2 separate regions of the Sus scrofa genome follow, and region 2 is linked to region 1. Evidence: chromatin contacts called from public HiChIP or PLAC-seq data. All regions are on one chromosome and are shown on one strand. The core of a region is the stretch at or near the end of the contact, and the rest is flanking DNA. Distances in the headings are between cores, read along the strand shown. Region 1 holds the start of DAAM1 (disheveled-associated activator of morphogenesis 1). Region 2 has its middle 58 kb from the start of DAAM1.

Evidence for each region. HiChIP or PLAC-seq counts read pairs in DNA pulled down with a chosen protein or histone mark.
Region 2: an H3K27ac HiChIP or PLAC-seq map of skeletal muscle shows a contact between it and region 1. The contact joins the enhancer-like site here to the promoter of DAAM1 in region 1. A contact is called at or near these places in 1 of 5 promoter capture datasets (liver), 7 of 47 Hi-C or Micro-C datasets (alveolar macrophages, embryonic fibroblasts, fetal heart ventricle and 2 more) and 1 of 2 datasets of contacts at active chromatin or transcription factors (skeletal muscle).

Annotation. Positions count from the first base shown.
Region 1 is chr1:188,332,832-188,337,931 of Sscrofa11.1, forward strand. DAAM1 (disheveled-associated activator of morphogenesis 1) reads left to right here and starts at 2,504. Exons shown (of 25, transcript XM_021102694.1): 1 at 2,504-2,652.
Region 2 is chr1:188,274,598-188,279,297 of Sscrofa11.1, forward strand. No RefSeq gene overlaps it. Among named protein-coding and RNA genes, the nearest start is that of DAAM1, 58 kb to the right of the region's middle. Within about 2 kb of position 3,079, at least 8 of the 83 cell types and tissues checked have an H3K27ac peak or open chromatin away from gene starts, as enhancers often do. A contact at or near this core is called in skeletal muscle, where this site is marked.

The DNA.
Region 1 (5,100 bases), core at 1,254-3,753:
CGAAATTATAAGCCGAACAGTGTTTTCAATTGTTTATGAGACTATGTAGTCACGGAAAAAGAAATACACACACAATAAATGTCTGTGAATGTGTGTGTGTGTGTGTGTGTGTGTGTGTGTGTGTGTGTGAGAGAGAGAGAGAGAGAGAGAGAGAGAGAGAGAGAGAGAGAGAGAGAGGGAGAGAGGGAGGGAGAGAAGTGTGTTCCCTTCAGTCTCCATAGATGTTGTTAAGCTTCCTCTAGTCCCAGGACCACAGACTGCATTTCTGGTGCTGAAGAGCCATCTTTGTTTCTCCTGGTTACCAATGAAAATAGTGTGCAGGGATAAGCTCAAATCCATCGCACATAGCAAAATGCTTCCAAACGATGCCTATCTTTCAATATTTATTATCTATATTTATATCTATTTAGTAGGAAGAACAGCTTCACATGTGTACATCTGCTCATTTCTGTGCTTGTTATCTATTGTGTATGATGTCCTTTATATATGGACATGTAACATGGCACATCCCTATAATATTAATTGCTACAGAGAATGGAATTTTTTCTTTAGGCAGACTTCATCCTCTCCTTCATTACTGAAGACTCAAGAGAACTTGCTCTAAGGTGATTTATTCTATAAACTTACTCCTCAGAGTGTACCACAATAATATAATATACTTTTATCTGTAAGTCTAAATCCTGACTTATAAAGAATCTCCACATCCAATTGGACTCAATACATTTCAGGCGCACTGATTGTATTTCCCTCTAAAAGCTCTACAAAGTTACAGAACTGGAAGAGCTTTTAGATTCACCCCAGGTCAAGTTTCTTTCTGAATCTTTTCCCACAATGAACTGCAATGCATTAAGTCTACCCATTAGCTAGAATATCACTGATTGTACTCTTGATCTGTTGGCCAATGGAACATTTGTATTGTCTAGGTTCCACTTAAGACAATATTTGAAATGGATGGAATAGCTCAGAACAGGAGAGCAACATTCAAAGTTATCTTCCCTCAGTGGAGAAAAATGTGTCTGGGCTATAAGGAATTGGCTTGTTAAAAGAAAAAGCAGAATTCAGTAGTAAAATCCCTCTCAGCAAACAAAGCCTTTCCTTCTTTCCTGAGATCTTCAACTAGATCCATGAATATTTTTCTCTTGAACCCCAGTTATTGTTGCAGGATGATATGAGAAATAAGAAGACTTTCACCAACAATTAGGTGGAGAGTTGTTTGAAATCTTAATTGTGAACTTTCTTTTCATGAGAGGTAGTCTCTAGAGATTTTGCTTGTAGAAATAAGGGTGTGAGCTGATCCTTATATGTGATTACGACATCGAATGCCATTATAATTTACCTTTACAACTGGAATAACTAGACGTAAAGATTTTTTTTTTCATTTAGAAACACATCAAGAGATTTACCAGTGTTAATTTTTTATAATGTTTGATATTCATTGAATAATGAAAAGTTCCAAGGCAAATTTTTACATATTAAAAATAAAATTTTATTGAAGGTTCAGAATTCTGCTGCACATCTTATCTTTAAATAAACACTTAGGTGTATTAGTATCACAGCAGTTCTTGAACAGCATGATGTTGTTTCGCTTAGGTCATTAAAAAATTTGAAGAGAAAGGTATGCAAGTTGAGAGTGTTGTGTATTTAAAAGTACATGTATACGTATATTTATTTATTAAAACTTTAGGCAAGGATGTTGTCTTCCTGGGAGCCATGAGCGAGCGGGAAGTCTGCTGCAGGGAAGAACAAAAGCATGGCTGCGCGATAGTATTATCTCTGCAGCAGCAGCAGGCTCCCAGACGGAGGGTTGAGGCGACTATCTAGTCTGTTGCACAGCATTTTGATTAGCGACACCCTAGGTTATTCTGTCGGCTCAGGCGACTAAGCTGTTCCCAGAGATCTGGTTGGTCACCCTGACTCCGTTAAATGGGAGAAGGAAAGAGAAGACCGAGAGGTGATTTGTACCAAGTGGGGCACAGGGGCATTTCTGTCCTTCAGGGTCCGCGTCCGCCTTCCTCTGGGTCGTGGGGTAATTCCTCGACTGCGTTTAACCCAATTAATTAGTTGCTACGCCTAGGGGAGGCAGTGAAGGGCTTAATCTTCTCTTTTCGGCCGGGGCCAACGGAACCAGGTTGCTCAGAGCTGCGGGGCTAGTGCGCACTAGTCCCGGACCCCTCTGGTTCCTCGGAGCCCGCATGGGGCCGAGTGGAGGTCAAGTCAAAGAGCACGACCTAAGGATACCACTTCCCCTCCCACCCGCAACCCCTGCTCCCAACCCGCTGCGTCCTCAGCTCAGCTTCTGAACTACCCGGACTAACACTGCAAGGCTGGAGGGCGGGTCGGGGGGGGGCGGGTCGAGGCGGGGGCGGGGTTAGGGGCGTGGACGAAGAGGCCGGGAGTGTGTCGGGAAGTGTAGTTCCAAGAACCCTGGTATCGCACTTACCCGGGCTCTGCCTGTGGAACACGAACTACAACTCCCAGAAGCGACCCGGGAGTCCATGCGCAGTGGGCGCCACATTGTATCCTATCAGGCGAGGAGAGGGTGATGTCACCTGCGAGTTGGTAACCTACGAGCGGCTGTGAAGGAAACTGTTTAAGGGAGCCCATTGTACCCGAAGCTCAGAACCGCCTTTTCAGAATGCTGGGGCTGCTCAGGTAAGGGGGACGTGCCGCGTCGCTCGCTGCACTCATTCATTAAGTGGCACCGCGCGGTGGCGTGGGGTTGGGCTCGCTGTTTCGGGCCCGGCGCTGGGTTCGCGGCGCGCCCTCCCGTTGCCTCCCCGGAGCTCCCGGGCCAGTAGGTAAATATTAAACCCGTCCTTCAGGTTGGGTCTGGGTGGGAACAGGACCTAGACAGCTTCCAGCTGCCAAGCTCGGTTTGGGAAAATGGCTGCAAGCGCGGCACAAAGCAAAGCGAGACTGGAGAAAGGCGCCCCCGAGGACGCGGGTGCCTCCCTTCTTTCTTTCTGAGGCGCTCAGATGCCAAGAGAGCCGGCGGGGTACCACTCGCCGCCTTGCTGCTGACACCCTGGGGCTGGGGCGCTGGGGGTCGTGGCCCCAGCTGGGTGCTGTGGACATTGCTGCTGTCGGGAGCTGCTGCCCGGTGAGGCTCCGGGAGGGGAGAATCCCAAGGCAGGCTAGGTGGACTCAGAGGTGGCGACAGAGGAGGAGAGACTCATTTACTCATCCCAGCAGAACCCCTACCATCCCGGGCACCCTAATCTCAAGACTCATTCGAAAGGGATGAAGTGACTGTAATTTAGGTAAAGTTGGGAGCTAAATATCTCAAACGAGAGACTAGAGGGAAACCGCGTTGCGGAAAGAGCGAGGGGTGTTGTCGGACAGCGGCGAGGGGAGGCTGCGCAGCCTGCTGACTGGTTTCCAAGCGCCGCAGAGCACTCCCGCCTCGCATCCCTCTGGGTAGGGGGCATCTTGATGCCCGTTGCACTGATGGTTCCCTCGACAAATAACACCTGAGCTGGTACGAAGCGTCTGCCTGGAGCGCTGGGCTAGGAGGTGGAAAAGCGGTGCGGAGTGTGGAATAATCTAACGATAAGACTCGCAGTGGGGCAAGAGCGGTGGATAATCGGTTTTCCCAGCTGGTGGTGAAAATCCAAATGCTTGTGATCCTCTTGCTCTCCGACCGGGCACCTGAGCGAGGCCGGTGAAGTCCTCTGGATTTCCCTTTCCCAGCCCCCTTATTCTTTCCCTTACTCACTCATTCATCAAATCTTTGCTAAAGGCTCTGTTCTCAAGTTGCTCACAGCCTGTGGTTGGAGTGTTCTGTCTCTTGCTGCCATGAAATATTTCACTGGGCCCAGAAATAGAATACACTCCAATCCTGGTTCCCCATCTCCCACCCCCCCATCTCCACCTACGCAGGAAAGCGTCAAGAAAGAACGCCACGCGTGGCCGTTTTGCCCTCGTTGAACTGGTAGTTTCTTGAGGCTCGAGAAGGACCTAGTGAATTGAAGCGGAGTTTGCCTGCAAGACAAATCCCGTTGCCATGGCGACTCCTGCCGTCGGAATCTTAACTGCTCCCACTGCTGTTTCAATTCGATGTGGCTCTGCGGGCAGCTGGGAGGGCGTGGCCAGTGGGTGTGGTCAGATGCTCTTCCTGGGCCCAGCTGCTCTCTCCTAGTCACCGGTTTCTCAGCCCAGGGCTCTGAACATTCTCTTGTAAATAGCTTGGACAGAGTTTTTAGACCCCTTTCCCTCTCGCCTACATGTACTTGGTCTCTCCAACCCCCCTCCCCAGAAAAAAACTATTAAGAGCCCTTTTCCTAAGGCAAACTCAGAAAATTGCAGTCGAAAGATCTTTTCCCCCTTTCAGGCTACCTGCATTTTCCTAATAGTGTTGGAGGCAGCGTTCTCAAGGAGGGAATTCTCTGTTACACGTGAAAAGAGCTCCCTGGTCATTAATGAAGGCCCTCAGTTTGCCTTAGATGCAATTCACAGGAGGGTTTTAGGGACAAATAATAACTGACCTTGAGTTCTGGAAGTCACTGCCATCCCTTGTGGTTTTCATGAAATCTAAAAACCTGCCTAGAGGATGCAGGTCCTTGAGAGGTTTAGCATCTGGGAAGCCTGGGTCCTGCACAGGCTTTGTTCTTACTGGCTACCACAGTCTGTCTGGGAAGAGCCCTCTGCTTCTAGGGACCATGGTCTTGGTAATGGGAGAGGGGCACAGAAGTTTTCCTAAAGCTGATTTTAGGTCTAAAATCTTAACTCTAAGAAGGAGTTGTTCATTGTCTTATTTTTCTCAAAAAAATCTAAAGATGAGAATTTAAACCGAACTCCTTTTTTTTTTAACTTAATGAATTTTATTACATTTATAGTTGTACAGCAGTGATCACAACCCAGTTTTATAACATTTCCATCCCAGACTCCCAGCTCATCCCCCCACCGCCCAACCAGTTTCCTTTGGAAACCATAAGTTTTTCAAAGTCTGTGAGTCAGTATCTGTTCTGTAAAGAAGTTCATTGTATCTGTTTTTTAGATTCCACATGTAAGTGATAGCATATGAAGTTGGTGTCTCACTGTCTGACTAATTTCACTTAGCATGATAATTTCTAGGTCATCCATGTTGCTGCAAATGCCATT
Region 2 (4,700 bases), core at 1,829-4,328, 58 kb before region 1:
CCTCTCCTCAGAGACCTTAAACTTACCACTTCCCATCTAACTGGAGGGTCTTTATCCTCAGCCTACCATGGGCATATTTTCTTTACTACTTTCACTTGATTGACTTGTATCTCAGCCCTTTACATTTTCGGTGCTGGAAGGAAAGAAAATAGGTCTTGGAATGGCCCCTTCCCAGTGGAAATAAAGGGAACTTTTCTCAACCCTTCTTCCCAGACAGCCAAACAGCTCCAAACTCCAAGGTCCTGGATTACGCCCTGCTTGAGCCTTGCAGTCCTCCCAAGGCCAACATGATATTTCCCACAGAAACCTCAGCAGTCTACCCACATGTAGCCAAGAATTTGAAACTAAAAAAAAAAAAAAAAAAAAAAACTTAAGGACTTACATTGCTTATAGTCCCAACTTTAACCATCTCAGGACATTTACTAGCAAGTTAGGACAAAGAAAAATAATTAACCAGGAGTTCCCATTGTGGTTCAGTGGATTAAGAGCCCAGCACAGGATTTCCTTTCATGACTCAGTGGTTAATGAACCCAACTAGGATCCATGAGGACACAGGTTCGATCCCTGGCCTCGCGCAGTGGGTTAAGGATGCGTCATTGCCATGAGCTGAGGTGTAGTTCACAGTCACGGCTTGATCTCACATTACTGTGGCTGTGGCATAGGCCAGTGGCTACAGCCTGGGAAACTCCTTAAGCCGCAGGTATGGCCCTAGGAAAAAAAAAATAAAGAACCCGATACAGTGTCCGTGAGGATGCAGGCTCAATCCCCTGGCCTCAGCCAACAGGTTACGGATCAGGTGTTGGTTGCAGACACAGCTTGGATCTGGCATTGCTGTGCCTGTGGCTTAGACCAGCAGCTGCAGACCCCTAACCTGGGAACTTCCATATGCTGCAGATGTGGTTGTAAAAAGAAAAAAAAAAAAAAAAACAATTAACCAGAAGCTCCTCAGTTTGCTTCAACAACAGCAGCAATAATTGCAATTAACTACCTGTTCTGGGTCCTTCTGTCTGTCATGTTAAGGCTCTTATGTGGTTTCAGTGAAATGAAAGTCATGATACAAGCACTGCCTCTGCCTTACTAGGTCCTGACTCAGAAAGCTTGTTAATCTCTGTGAGTGTCTCTGGCACAACTTTGCATATCTCTAGAATTCACATAGCTGGGGTAGCAGGAGCAATAAGTTGTGTGCTAGACTATTTACGGGCAAGAGAAATAACATAGTCAAATTGCACACCGTCACTGAACATCTACTTCTCTATCTTCTCTCCACCACCTCTTGAGATCGTTTTGCTAGTTAGAGCTCGTGGTTGAGAAGGCAATGGCTGACGCTACAGAGGGCAAAATGCCAGGTCAGCAACTGAACCGCTAAAGCCATATGCGCCTGCTCCATAAATGCCCATTTTTCATCTTCAGTGGGCTTCAAAGTTAAATAGCTAAGACAGAAAATGCAAAGAAAAATATGACCGCAGCAAAACACAGAAACTGCACTGTGGCTAAAATTAAGTCCTTATACCCATCATGCATTTTTAATGTGGACTTTTATGCAAATCATCTCAATGTTTAGGCAGTATTTTTCTTCATTGGTTATTTATGATGCTTTGAGCTAGAAACGTGAGCTTAGTGGGAAAGCCAGAGAATGGGATTTACTTAACAACCATAACTCTGCCCTATCATAAATGAAAAGAAGAAAGGCCATCATCTTGTTGCTCTGTGATAAATAAAAAGAAAAAGCTACCAGGATTCATCGCATCTTTGTTTTTCCTTTCCAAACCAGAATTCCCTGATACATTATATCTGATTGGTTTCTCTTCTCTATTAAAGATCCTCTGCCATTTTGTTTAGTTTAACTGTGCCATTTTATTATTGGGAATGTGAACATTAAAAAAAATCTTGACAAAATTGAAGAGCTTAATAATTAAATGTGGAGTTCCCTTTATGGCTCAGCAGAAACAAATCTGACTAGCATCCATGAGGACACAGTTTTGATCCCTGGCCTCGCTCAGTGACTTAAGGTTCCAGCGTTGCCGTGAGCTGTGATGTAGGTCACAAATGAGGCTCAGATCCCACATTGCTGTGGCTGAGCATAGGCTAGCAGCTACATCTCTGATTAGACCCCTAGCCTGGGAACCTCCATATACCACAGGAGTGGCCCTAAAAAGACAAAAAAAAAATTAAATTCTTTCAGCCAAATGAAAATAGCTTGGGGTTGGGGGGGCAGGTGCTAGAGATAAAGATAAAATTAGGTCAGAGAGTAGAAGGAAAAACGAAGAGCTTGAGAACCTCAGAAGAGAAACTGGGTCCCTAGTCTGATCAATTCTTTGGTGTTGAATTCGAGCCTCTCAAATGCAGTCTTTATTTTGGAATGTGAGTGTGAGATCCTCTAGGGGATTATTAAAGTCCCGCAGTGGACCCAGCCTTGGGATTAAGCTTCTGCAAACAAATTTGCTTGTATAAAACTGAGTAACTGAGCCCACGTGCTGAGGCTCAAGTTTGGACCATCATGTATTTGTACATCTCTCACATTAAGACAGATTTCCTAAACCAGCATCCACCCAATTCTGCCATCTTCAGAGAAGATGCAACTGATGCTAGGCTCTGTGTCCCGAAAGAAAGCATTAACCCCCTCTTCATACTGAGAATAATCCCTAGAAACACTGTAAACAGACTTAAAATGCCCAGGCTAAATAGGAAATCTGGGACCTACCAGAGGGAACTTGTGGGGCAGCTTATTTCTGTTTCAGAAGGAGATCCCATGAGTCACTCATCACCACTCCCCTGTCTAAAAGAGCCTGGTCAAGTTCTGTTTTTACCAAGCCAAGAGATTTTTGCACCCCATGGCAAATAAAATATAGCAAACAGGACACTGCAATTGTCTTGAGTGGTCTTGTCAGCCAGTTAAGCCCTCAGGAGCCATGGCTTCCTTCCCTCATGACTCTGTCCTGGTTTCAAATCATCACAGCCAGTTTCTGACAGAAGTGAATTGCATTTAGCCCATTCCTGACAGACTGTGGGTTCTTCTGCTGTCTACCTTTGGCTGAGCTTGTTCTTAAAATAGTAACTTCCTGCCTGGGCACCCTCCCTCGGAGCTGATCCACATTGCTGGGAGAGAGCTGGCCAAGAGTGTAAGCAGTTAAAGGAAACTACAGGAGTCATCATGCCCTCTGAAATAGCTCCAAAAGTGAGGCTTGGCTGGGCTGGCCCAATAGGCAGGTTAATTGTCAAGACTGAAACATTTGGATCACTGCAGCTCTCCTTGTTGTGGAGACAGAGTATAGGGACTCTGATAACAGTCAAAGACATTTCTAGAAGTAATCTATAATTGCACACTTGGATCCAGTGCTAACCATTCGTAGGTCATCAGATGCGACACCAACAAGTGTTTTATTGTTTGTTTGTTTTTTAAATAAAGTCATAGGTATTTCTTATTCTGAGTTTATTTAGTGAGTGTGTTCACTTTGTGAAACATCATGAAGCGGTCAGTCCACTTAAAATTTTATGTATTTCCACATACTTCAATAAAATGTTTGCTTAAAAAAAAGAAAAATGCAGTTGGAGTTCCTTGGTGGCTCAGCAGGTTAAGGATCCAGTGTTGTTACTGCTGAGGCTCAGGTTCAATCCTGGCCTGGGAACTTCTGCATGCCACAGGAGCAGCCAAAAAAAAAAAAAAAAAAGAAAAAAAAAAGGCAGGGAATTGCTTTAAATATTAAGTCAGCAAATTATGATCCCTGGTCCAAATCCTGTCACATACAGTTTTTGCAACCTGTGAGCTGTGAATGGTTTGTATATTTTTAAATGGTTGAAAAGGAACAAAAGAAAAAGTAATATACTTTGTGTATGTGAATATTATATGAATTTCAAAATTTGGTATCCATAAATAAGATTTTATTAAAATCACCACATCCATTCCTTTATGTACCGCCTATGGCTGTTTTGGCACTCCAACAATGAAGCTATAATTGGGGAAGAAATAGTATGAACTGCAAAGCCTAAAATGTTTATGTTATCATCCTAATATGTTATATTACATATAAACATTTGTATTTATGTCCAATCTTTTACAGAAAATGCTGACCCTCGTTCTAGATTTAAGGAGACAAAGACAACCAAATATAATCCATTATTCTTGATGGGACTGAGATCGGAAACAAAAGAGCTATAAAGGACATTTTGGGAACAATGTGGAAATTGTAAGTATGTTCTGTGTAATCAAATACTATTTTTATAACCACGGTAAATTCCTGGTGTGTGATAATGGCATGGTGATTGTTTCTGTGCTAGAACATTCTGGCTTTGGGGAGGTACATGGGGCGGCAACTTACTTGCAAATAGCTGGGGGAGAGGTACACAAAGAAGACACAAATGTATCACAAATGTGATAAAACATTAGCAAGCCACAAATCCAGGTGAATGGTATAAGGGTGTTTATCCTACTATCCTTTCCACATTTCTCTAGTTTTGAATGTTTTCAAAATAAAAGGTTGGGGGAAATAACAAACACGAACGTAAAAACGATGTTAACTTTAAAAGAAGTCAGCAGACAGGATACAAACAATTGATTGGTAGCATATGCTGAGGGCCCATCACTTAATACAAGTGGTCTGAGGTTTGCACATAAATCTCTTCAGCAGCTATACTTTGGGGGTTGTCATCTTATCAGCCAACAGCTCTCATCCTTGTGGCTTTGCTGAATTCTCCTTTCTGCT